Linked DNA regions of Gossypium hirsutum: regions 1 and 3 are each linked to region 2. The links are chromatin contacts, called in public Hi-C maps. All regions are on one chromosome and are shown on one strand. The core of a region is the stretch at or near the end of the contact, and the rest is flanking DNA. Distances in the headings are between cores, read along the strand shown. Region 1 holds the start of LOC107928759. Region 2 holds the start of LOC107963323 (D-amino-acid transaminase, chloroplastic). Region 3 holds the start of LOC107897103 (probable glycosyltransferase At3g07620).

What was found. Hi-C and Micro-C count contacts between places; a contact is called where the count stands out from the background.
Region 1: a Hi-C map of leaf shows a contact between it and region 2, with 3 times the contacts expected there. The contact joins the promoter of LOC107928759 here to the promoter of LOC107963323 in region 2. A contact is called at or near these places in 3 of 34 Hi-C or Micro-C datasets (all in leaf).
Region 3: a contact with region 2 is called in a Hi-C map of leaf, with 2.7 times the contacts expected there. The contact joins the promoter of LOC107897103 here to the promoter of LOC107963323 in region 2. A contact is called at or near these places in 3 of 34 Hi-C or Micro-C datasets (all in leaf).

The regions. Positions count from the first base shown.
Region 1 is chrA06:33,772,634-33,775,333 of Gossypium_hirsutum_v2.1, reverse strand. LOC107928759 reads left to right here and starts at 1,346. Exons shown (of 3, transcript XM_016860026.2): 1 at 1,346-2,700. The coding sequence starts at 1,472.
Region 2 is chrA06:34,042,992-34,045,691 of Gossypium_hirsutum_v2.1, reverse strand. LOC107963323 (D-amino-acid transaminase, chloroplastic) reads left to right here and starts at 1,335. Exons shown (of 5, transcript XM_041115180.1): 1 at 1,335-1,772; 2 at 1,870-1,916; 3 at 2,016-2,194; 4 at 2,474-2,700. The coding sequence starts at 1,592. It overlaps TRNAL-CAA (transfer RNA leucine (anticodon CAA)), which reads right to left and starts at 209; the gene lies at 126-209.
Region 3 is chrA06:33,638,061-33,640,760 of Gossypium_hirsutum_v2.1, reverse strand. It overlaps LOC107897103 (probable glycosyltransferase At3g07620), which reads left to right and starts at 1,368. Exons shown (of 6, transcript XM_016822444.2): 1 at 1,368-1,688; 2 at 1,957-2,024; 3 at 2,300-2,700. The coding sequence starts at 2,415.

The sequences.
Region 1 (2,700 bases), core at 97-2,596, 270 kb after region 2:
AATACTATTCTTTTAAGTAGACCTATTATTTTGGCCAAACTCATTTTTAAGTCTAATAATTTTGTTCAAACCCTTTCAAATTTTAGATGGTCTTTTGGGTTTGGACAAATAACCCGATACTTAAACAATTTTAATTTTAAAATTAATGTGAACTAAAAAATGTTTAGGTGCAAAGATAAAATAAATTATCAAATTTAAAAGATTAAATATTACTTTAATAAAAAAATAAAAGTGAGCTTTAAAAATATATATATGTTGAATAATAATATTATTATCTATCACGTTTAGTAATAATTGAGATATTTTATTCTCTTTCAATATTTAGTAATAATTGAGGTAGGACTATATGGTGGAGTGATGAATCATGATGAACAAAACAACAAAGCAGTGACCAACTTTTGCAGTAATGGTTCAATCATGTCTTACGGGACAAACAACACTGCATGTACAGGTTTGCTATTGGAACATGTCAAATTTAAAGATGTTTGGTTCCTGTTTTTTCTCTTTTATTTTTTTTAATGAAAAGTAATAAAAAATATTAATCAACTTTAAACTTTATTTAGGAGGCAATTATGGTTGTTGCAAAAATAATTTTACAGGATGTGGATTCCAACTCCTTTTTTTCATTTTACAAATTAAAGTAACTTAAATATCATATAAAAATATTAGATTTCTTGTAGAATGATTTTGTAGTTAATAGAAAATTAAATTTATAGTAGTAACTCCAGCTTATGTGGGACTTAGTACTACATACGATGATACAATTGGTGGATGTTGGGAAATCAAGTGTTATTTGAAGCTGAAATCATTTAGCTTACACTTTACAAATAATATTTAATAGATTTCGAGTCTTGAATTTCAATATATCTGAGGGTTATTATTAGTTTTTTTTTAGGGTGTTTTAGTAATTCGATTGATTGACCAATCACATGTGTTTGGAAGATTATATTAGTAGAGATTATTTTTATTGTTGGTGGGAATGGTAATAATTGTACTTTAAATGATTTTTTTTTAAATTTCTTTTTGTCATTTAAAATTAGGGATTTGCTTTTAAATTAAATCACAAAGTCAACTAAGTGAGCTGCTTCCATGACCTCAGAAATTTGATCTAAGACTGATGAAAAAGAACAAAAAGAAAAACAAAGGAGTGAAAGATAAAGATTGAAAATTTGCAATTATAATTATGTTTCACTATTTGAACGTCAAATATATATGATTAAAACAAAAAAAGCTAACATGAAGAGGACCGCACCAACTCTTCACGATCTCGACATATTCATTCCATCTTTATATATTGGTGAAATTTTTTGAGAGGTATCTTTATTACAAGAATGAGATCAATTTAGTTTTTATATTATAAGTTATCGATAACTTATTAAAGTAAGAGAGATTATGTGATTATTGGTTAACTATTTTAATGAAAAACTAACAGTTAAATGATTTTAAATTATAAGTCTAAATAGTTCGAAAAATGTCTAAAGAACGCTCTCTTGCTCAGCCTTCTTCGGCCAACAGAGATGTGGGAGATCCTCGTTCTATCGAGGATCGGACCACTAAGAAAGTGAGGTTTAAGGACGGTCTTGAGGATGATTCTGTGGATATGATTGTAGATTCTGTTATATCTCCAACACCATCGTGGAAAGATAAGTTTTTGGGTAGAGAATCAGCTTCATTTGAGTTGGAACGCGATGTCTCTGCTGTGGGAGTAGATGATGGATGCAATGGAGATTTTGACTTATTGACAGATGATGTGCAAATATCCATTGTTAACGGGATCCCAGCCATCAATTTTTTTGATCGGGTTAAGGATATTTTGCTCAAAGAAATGGAATTAACTGTGGTTATTAAACTTCTAGGCCGGAGTATCGGCTACAATACTTTACACAATCGCATATCTAGTCTGTGGAAACCTATTTCTCAATTTCATCTTATGGACATTGAAAATGGGTATTTTCTAGTTCGTTTCTTGAATAAGACTGATTACGATCGCATTTTGTCGCAGGGTCCATGGATTATTTTTGGTCAATACCTTACTGTTCAACCTTGGACCAAGGACTTTAATCCTTTGCAACCGTATCCTACTGTGGTCTTGGCTTGGATCCGTCTGCCGGGCTTGCCGGGGTATATGTTCCGTCGGCAAATTGTGGAAGCCGTTGGGGGGTTGATTGGGAAGGTCGTAAAATTGAATCTTCAGACGGATAAGAGAACCATGGGACGTTTTGCTCGATTTGCTGTTTTCATTAATCTCGCGAAGCCGCTGGTGTCCCAAGTCTTGGTTGACGGAGCTGTTCAGAGGGTGGAGTACGAAGTTCTTCCTACGGTTTGTTTTGGGTGTGGTAGGTATGGGCATGTTAGAGATTTATGCCAGATGATGGCCCTGGATAATAATTATGACAAGTTGCCTGAGACGACGAAGGAGGTTTTGGAAACTGACGGAGGAGGAGTAGTTGAGGAAGCGAGGCCGGAGTTTTGGCCTTGGATGCTGGTTGAAAGAAGGTCCGGGCATGGAAAACGGGTTGGCAGAGTTAACACCGACAGAGATATGGGAGTAACAGACGGGGCAAAATCTCGCAAGGAAACTGGAAAATCACGATTTAAGGTGTTAAACAAGGCGGGAGAGATAAGCGAAATTTATGCTGGAGAATCTGTGTCGGTGAAGGGGGCTGAAACAAGTTCTGGTGCTATTGAAAATATCAATTT
Region 2 (2,700 bases), core at 86-2,585:
CATATGAAGTTCTGGGCTGCTCTTCCATTTTTGGGCTTCTTGAGAAAAATGAACCAAATTTTAAAAATTTGGGCTTGTTGACAAAAGAGAGCCAGAACCACACTTAATGAAAATCAAGTTAAATTTGTCAGAAGTGGGATTTGAACCCACGCCCTCTCACGAGGACCAGAACTTGAGCCTGGCGTCTTAGACCACTCGGCCATCCTGACTGTCTGCCCTAGTCCTGGTAAAACAACTTTTCTCAATACGTCACTTGAGTTGATTGTAAATTTAATATTTTTTTTGTTAATATTAAAAATCCCAGTACAAATTTATAATTAATTCTTTTCATATTTTATGACTAATATTATATATATTATACTCCCGTATAAATACTTTTACTAATTGGTTGTTTTACCCTTGCATTTGATTTTATATCAATTAATATTTCTTTTATATTTTGGACAATTTTTGTGGATGATATAAAAAATAAACCATGTCATTTTTAATAAAGTTGTTCAAAATAATTAGTGATAATGTTGCATTAAATTTGAAAATTATAAAAAAATAATTATAAATTATATTAAAATTTATAAAAGGCTCATAAAAATTAAAATATATATATGAATACATGAACTGCTATGTAAATTGCTATGTTTTAAGTTTCAAGATTTTAATCCATATTTTCATTAAAAAATAAATTAAACTATTTTTCAAAAGATTGATAGTGAAATTTGACTTTTTTTTAAAAGAATGAGGGTCAAATTTAGTTTTTAAAAAAAATAAGGGTCAATTTGACAAAAGATATAAACTTTTAAAAGCTAAGGCAAACTTTTTAAAATTAAAGATTATTTTTATAATTTTCCTAACTTAGTTAGTTCTGGGCGACTGGTGACACCAATGCAGTCAGGAATTTTATTAATCATATAGAAATAGAATTGATGGATGTAATAAAGTATAAGTAGTAAAATTCAAATGTATAAATAAATCAAAATAAATTTGTAGTTATTTAGTAAATTTAAAGTTTTTCCAATGAAATTGATTGACATGAATTTAAATCGTATATTTTTATTATTTTTTAAAAATTAAAAAGATTAAAATAACCTTAAATATCTTCTTTTAAATATAAAATATTATTTTTATAATTTTTTAATCGAATTAATACTCGTAAGAGCATCCTACTTAAAGATTTTATTAATAGTAAGAAAGATAGAAGAGTTGTTAAATTTTTTAATTACTAGAAAAATTAAGTTTTTTAAGAATATATCTATAAAAGGTACTTTGAAACTTGTATAAAACCAAAAATTAAAATAGAATTATTATAAGAAATTCATAAATTTAAAAAAAATCGACAAAACCTAACCAAATAAACCTTCTTCAACGCTAATTGGTTGTGGCTCCACGCGCCATACAGGCTTGTAAATGCTGAAGGTCGTTTCTGGGAGATAATCCACTCGGCCGGCAAAGTTTTGTCCTTAGGTCTCGTCGTCACACTCTTTTGGAAATGGAATCCAATCCACCATAGTACTATTAAGTCAACCATTTCCATAGCCTACTAAAAGATAAACACCGCTCTTCATTTCTCCACTCACTCAAACAACTAGTAGCATCTATGGCTTCCATGGCTTCTCTTTCAGCTTCTTACCCTAAATATACGTCCAATTTTCCGACTAGATACACGCACCTGTTGTATGATTTATGTCTTGTTCCACGAAATCTTCCTCTTATGAAAAATGGGTCTTTCTCGGATTTGACAATCGTTAGAAGTTCTAATCAAACTGAATCAATGATCGGTTAGTGTGTATTTTTTGGTAAATTATGTTATTACATTTCATATCGCATCATTTCTTATGAGCTTTCTGTATTTGGTGGGTGATTTTGTCTTGGCAGATTCTACTGATAAACTATCAGACATTCCTTTACTGTCTTGTTTAGAGGTTTCTTTCTTTCTGTCTTACATGATATCTTTGATTTCCCATCTGTAATGTTTTTCTTTCTTTTCTTTTTTTTTATTTACTTTTTTTGGTTTGTTGAAGGCTATTGAAAAGCTAAAACATAACAGAGAAAACAACAAAGGGAACCAGCAATACCTGGCTATGTACTCTAGCATATTTGGTGGAATAGTAACCGATGAAGCTGCCATGGTGATCCCTATGGATGATCACATGGTTCATAGGGGACATGGTGTCTTTGATACTGCCACAATAGCGAACAGGTTAGTGAATCTTTCAGCCAAAGAGCTCATTTTTTTGTCCCTAATTTGGAATGGAGTCCGTAATCATAAAATAATTTAATAACCCTTTTTATAACAAGTTGGATTGATTAACAGATTGATGAAAAAATTATATTATATCTTGATTGAATCAAGATTGAGGCTTTGAATCCAATAGAATTGGGTGTTTTTCAACCAAGAAGAGAAAATTACTTGTGTATGTATATATGCATGTTAAGTTGGTACTTTGTAAAGCTCTATTATGTTTTTTCTACATTTCAGACACCTCTATGAATTAGACCAACATGTTGATCGTATCGTAAAGTCGGCAACTATGGCAAAAATCATTCTTCCATTTGATCGTGAGACTCTCCGAAGAATTCTTATACAAACTGTAAGTGTATCCAAGTGCATAAATGGATCACTGAGATACTGGATTTCAGCTGGACCTGGTGACTTTCAACTATCCCCTTCTGGCTGTCACCAACCAGCTCTTTATGCTATTGTGA
Region 3 (2,700 bases), core at 119-2,618, 400 kb after region 2:
TGTAATTGCTTCAGTAATGAATGTGACATCCTGATATCTTGACCTGACGACTGGGTCGGGTATGGGGGTGTTACAAACCAAAGCATATTCTAATGAAGATCAAGGCACCAAGAAAGTGCAGTTCAAGGATGGTATGGTAGTAACCACCATAGATATAGCCGTCAACGCATCGACTGAAGCAACACTATTGTGGAAAGATATGTTATTGGGGTAAGGTATTGTTGAATTTAGGAAGTCAGTTAACCCGAAGGGGCTTGACGATGATGATGATTTTGAACTTTTAAAAGGGGATGTCACAAGGTCTATTGTTAATGGGATCCCCTGGATCAAATGATAGGGTGCTGATGTGTCACTAAACTAATTAAAAATACAACGAAGACAATTGCACCTATCGATAAATAGTATAACTACGGTGAGTAAAAATATTGTATCCACGAGGATTAAAAGTATTAGTAATTATTGTTTTTCTATTATTTACCCCTCGTATCTCAAGTTTTGATAAATGACATCACTCAATTTATTAAGTATGAATCGTTATCAATGATATTTTTGTTGCGGACGTTACAGACACTTGAAGGAGTTGTGTCTAATGGCTCCCTTAGTATCGAATCAGCAGGCGGTGAGGTTTTGCCGAATGACAGGTCATCGATGAAATCCGGTGTGACGAAGAGGGAGGAGGCTTACGGGCCTTAGATGTTGGTCGAGGGAAAATCGTGGAGGAAATCACGAGACTTTAAAAAATAGGGGCAAAAAAATCAAGAAAAGACTTTTTTGGAATTACGATTTAATGCATTAGTTTTTTTGGATACAAACACCGGTGAGCTGGTTTCGATTTCTAGGAAGGAAATAGGGGTTTCTAATAAAAGTAAGAAAATCATGTCAAATTTGAGTTCTAAAGGAATTAATAGAAAACATCACCAGAGTTATGGGCCATTTGGGAAGAGGCCTGTTCAGAATAAAACTGCGAAGCAAGACTTGAGTGGTATTAAGATTTTATTTTCCAAAATAAAATTACATTTGGTAGCCAAATTTTTATAATTACAAAAGAAAAAAAAATACTTGGAAATTACACATGTGATGTTACATATGGTTCAATCATGAATCTAAAAAGTTAAAAATCTTAATTTTTTTTAGGGCAATCTAGAATGGGTCAATAGTAATGAGTCATTCCTTTATTAAGAATGTAGTAACTAGGTGATTGATGGATGGATGAAGTTAGCAAATAGTCATGGTATGTTAAAGGAATCGGTAGCTGCGGTAATAACGAAATATAATAATAAATGACTGTCCTTTCTCGTCCAAAAACATTTATTATTTACCTGAGTAAAAATAAAAGCCGACCAGGAGAGGTTCTTTGTTTCCAACTTATTGGTAAAGCCAATAAAAAATTAATTTCTCAGTAACACGGAAGCTGTAAGGCATTGAAGCTTTAAAATTCCCATTCAAATTCTCAACATTTTACAGTTTGGCTGCTTGGTAGAAAAAAAAGAAAACGAGTTCATCAAAAGCAAAAGCAAAAAGAAAACGGAGTAAAGAAGAAGAAGAATTTCATCTCTCTAGTTTTACAACTGCGCGCCTCTTGGAGAAGATTCCTTGCTTCTTTATTTTCCTGAATTTTAGATTTTTCGCTTTCATCATTAGTTTCTTTTCCACCAAACCGAAGAGCAAGAGTTCGACGAGCGAAATTCGTAAGCATTTTTTTTCTTTACTTTCTTGTTTTAGTTGAATTTTGTATTCCTGATTGCTTCTTCGCTTCTCTCTGTATTTTCTGGATTTGCATTTTGATTAGTGAAATAATTGGCGTTAGATCTGTATTTAATGGTTTAAAATATGAACCGGTGATTTGTACACTCTACATCGTTGACTTCTTTTTGCTAGTTGATTAATTGACCGCTAAAACAGATATACAATTATAAGTATTCTGATTCTTTGCTTCTCCATTTTCTTGAATTTTAGAATTTTCATTTTCTTAATTGGATTCTTTTCCACCTAACTGAAGAGTGCGAGTTCGACGAGCGAAATTCGTAAGCATTATTCTTTTCGCTTTCTTGTTTTAGTTTATTTTTCTATTTCTTGTTGCTTCGTCACTTCTCTCTATATTTTCTGGATTTTGATTAATGAAAGAATCGGCGTTAGATCTGTATTTAATGGTTTAAAATATGAACCGGTGTTTTTGTATTCTCTAATTTGTTGACTTCTTTTTCCTACTTGATTCATTGACTGCTAAAATAGGCTCAATAATTGTTCATGTATGCTGATTATTAGATTTTTGAATCATTTTACTCTTTGCTTGAGTTAGGTTCATTAATCGGTGAAGGACTTTCATTATGACTAAATTCAGGGGCTAAGGAACATAATGCAGGGATGACATTTAGCATTGGAACTGAGCTGACAAGTGGTCAAGTTGTTACTCAATGGGACATGAACTTAAATCTTGGTTTCAATTAGATGCGAGGAAATTGATATGGCTTATATGTGCGTTCATGGTGATTATAACATTCCAGTATCTTGAACTTTCGAGCGAGAATGTGTTGTCGGCGGTAGTTCCTTCTGGTAAGATCTCTGTTGAGGGACAAAGTAGTTTCTTAGCCAGTGCTCCATCATTGACTGAGTCAGATGGGACAATACGATACGTGACTCATTCAATTGGTTTGGAGTATAATGGAACATATGCTGGTAGTGAGACAGTTCATGGTAATG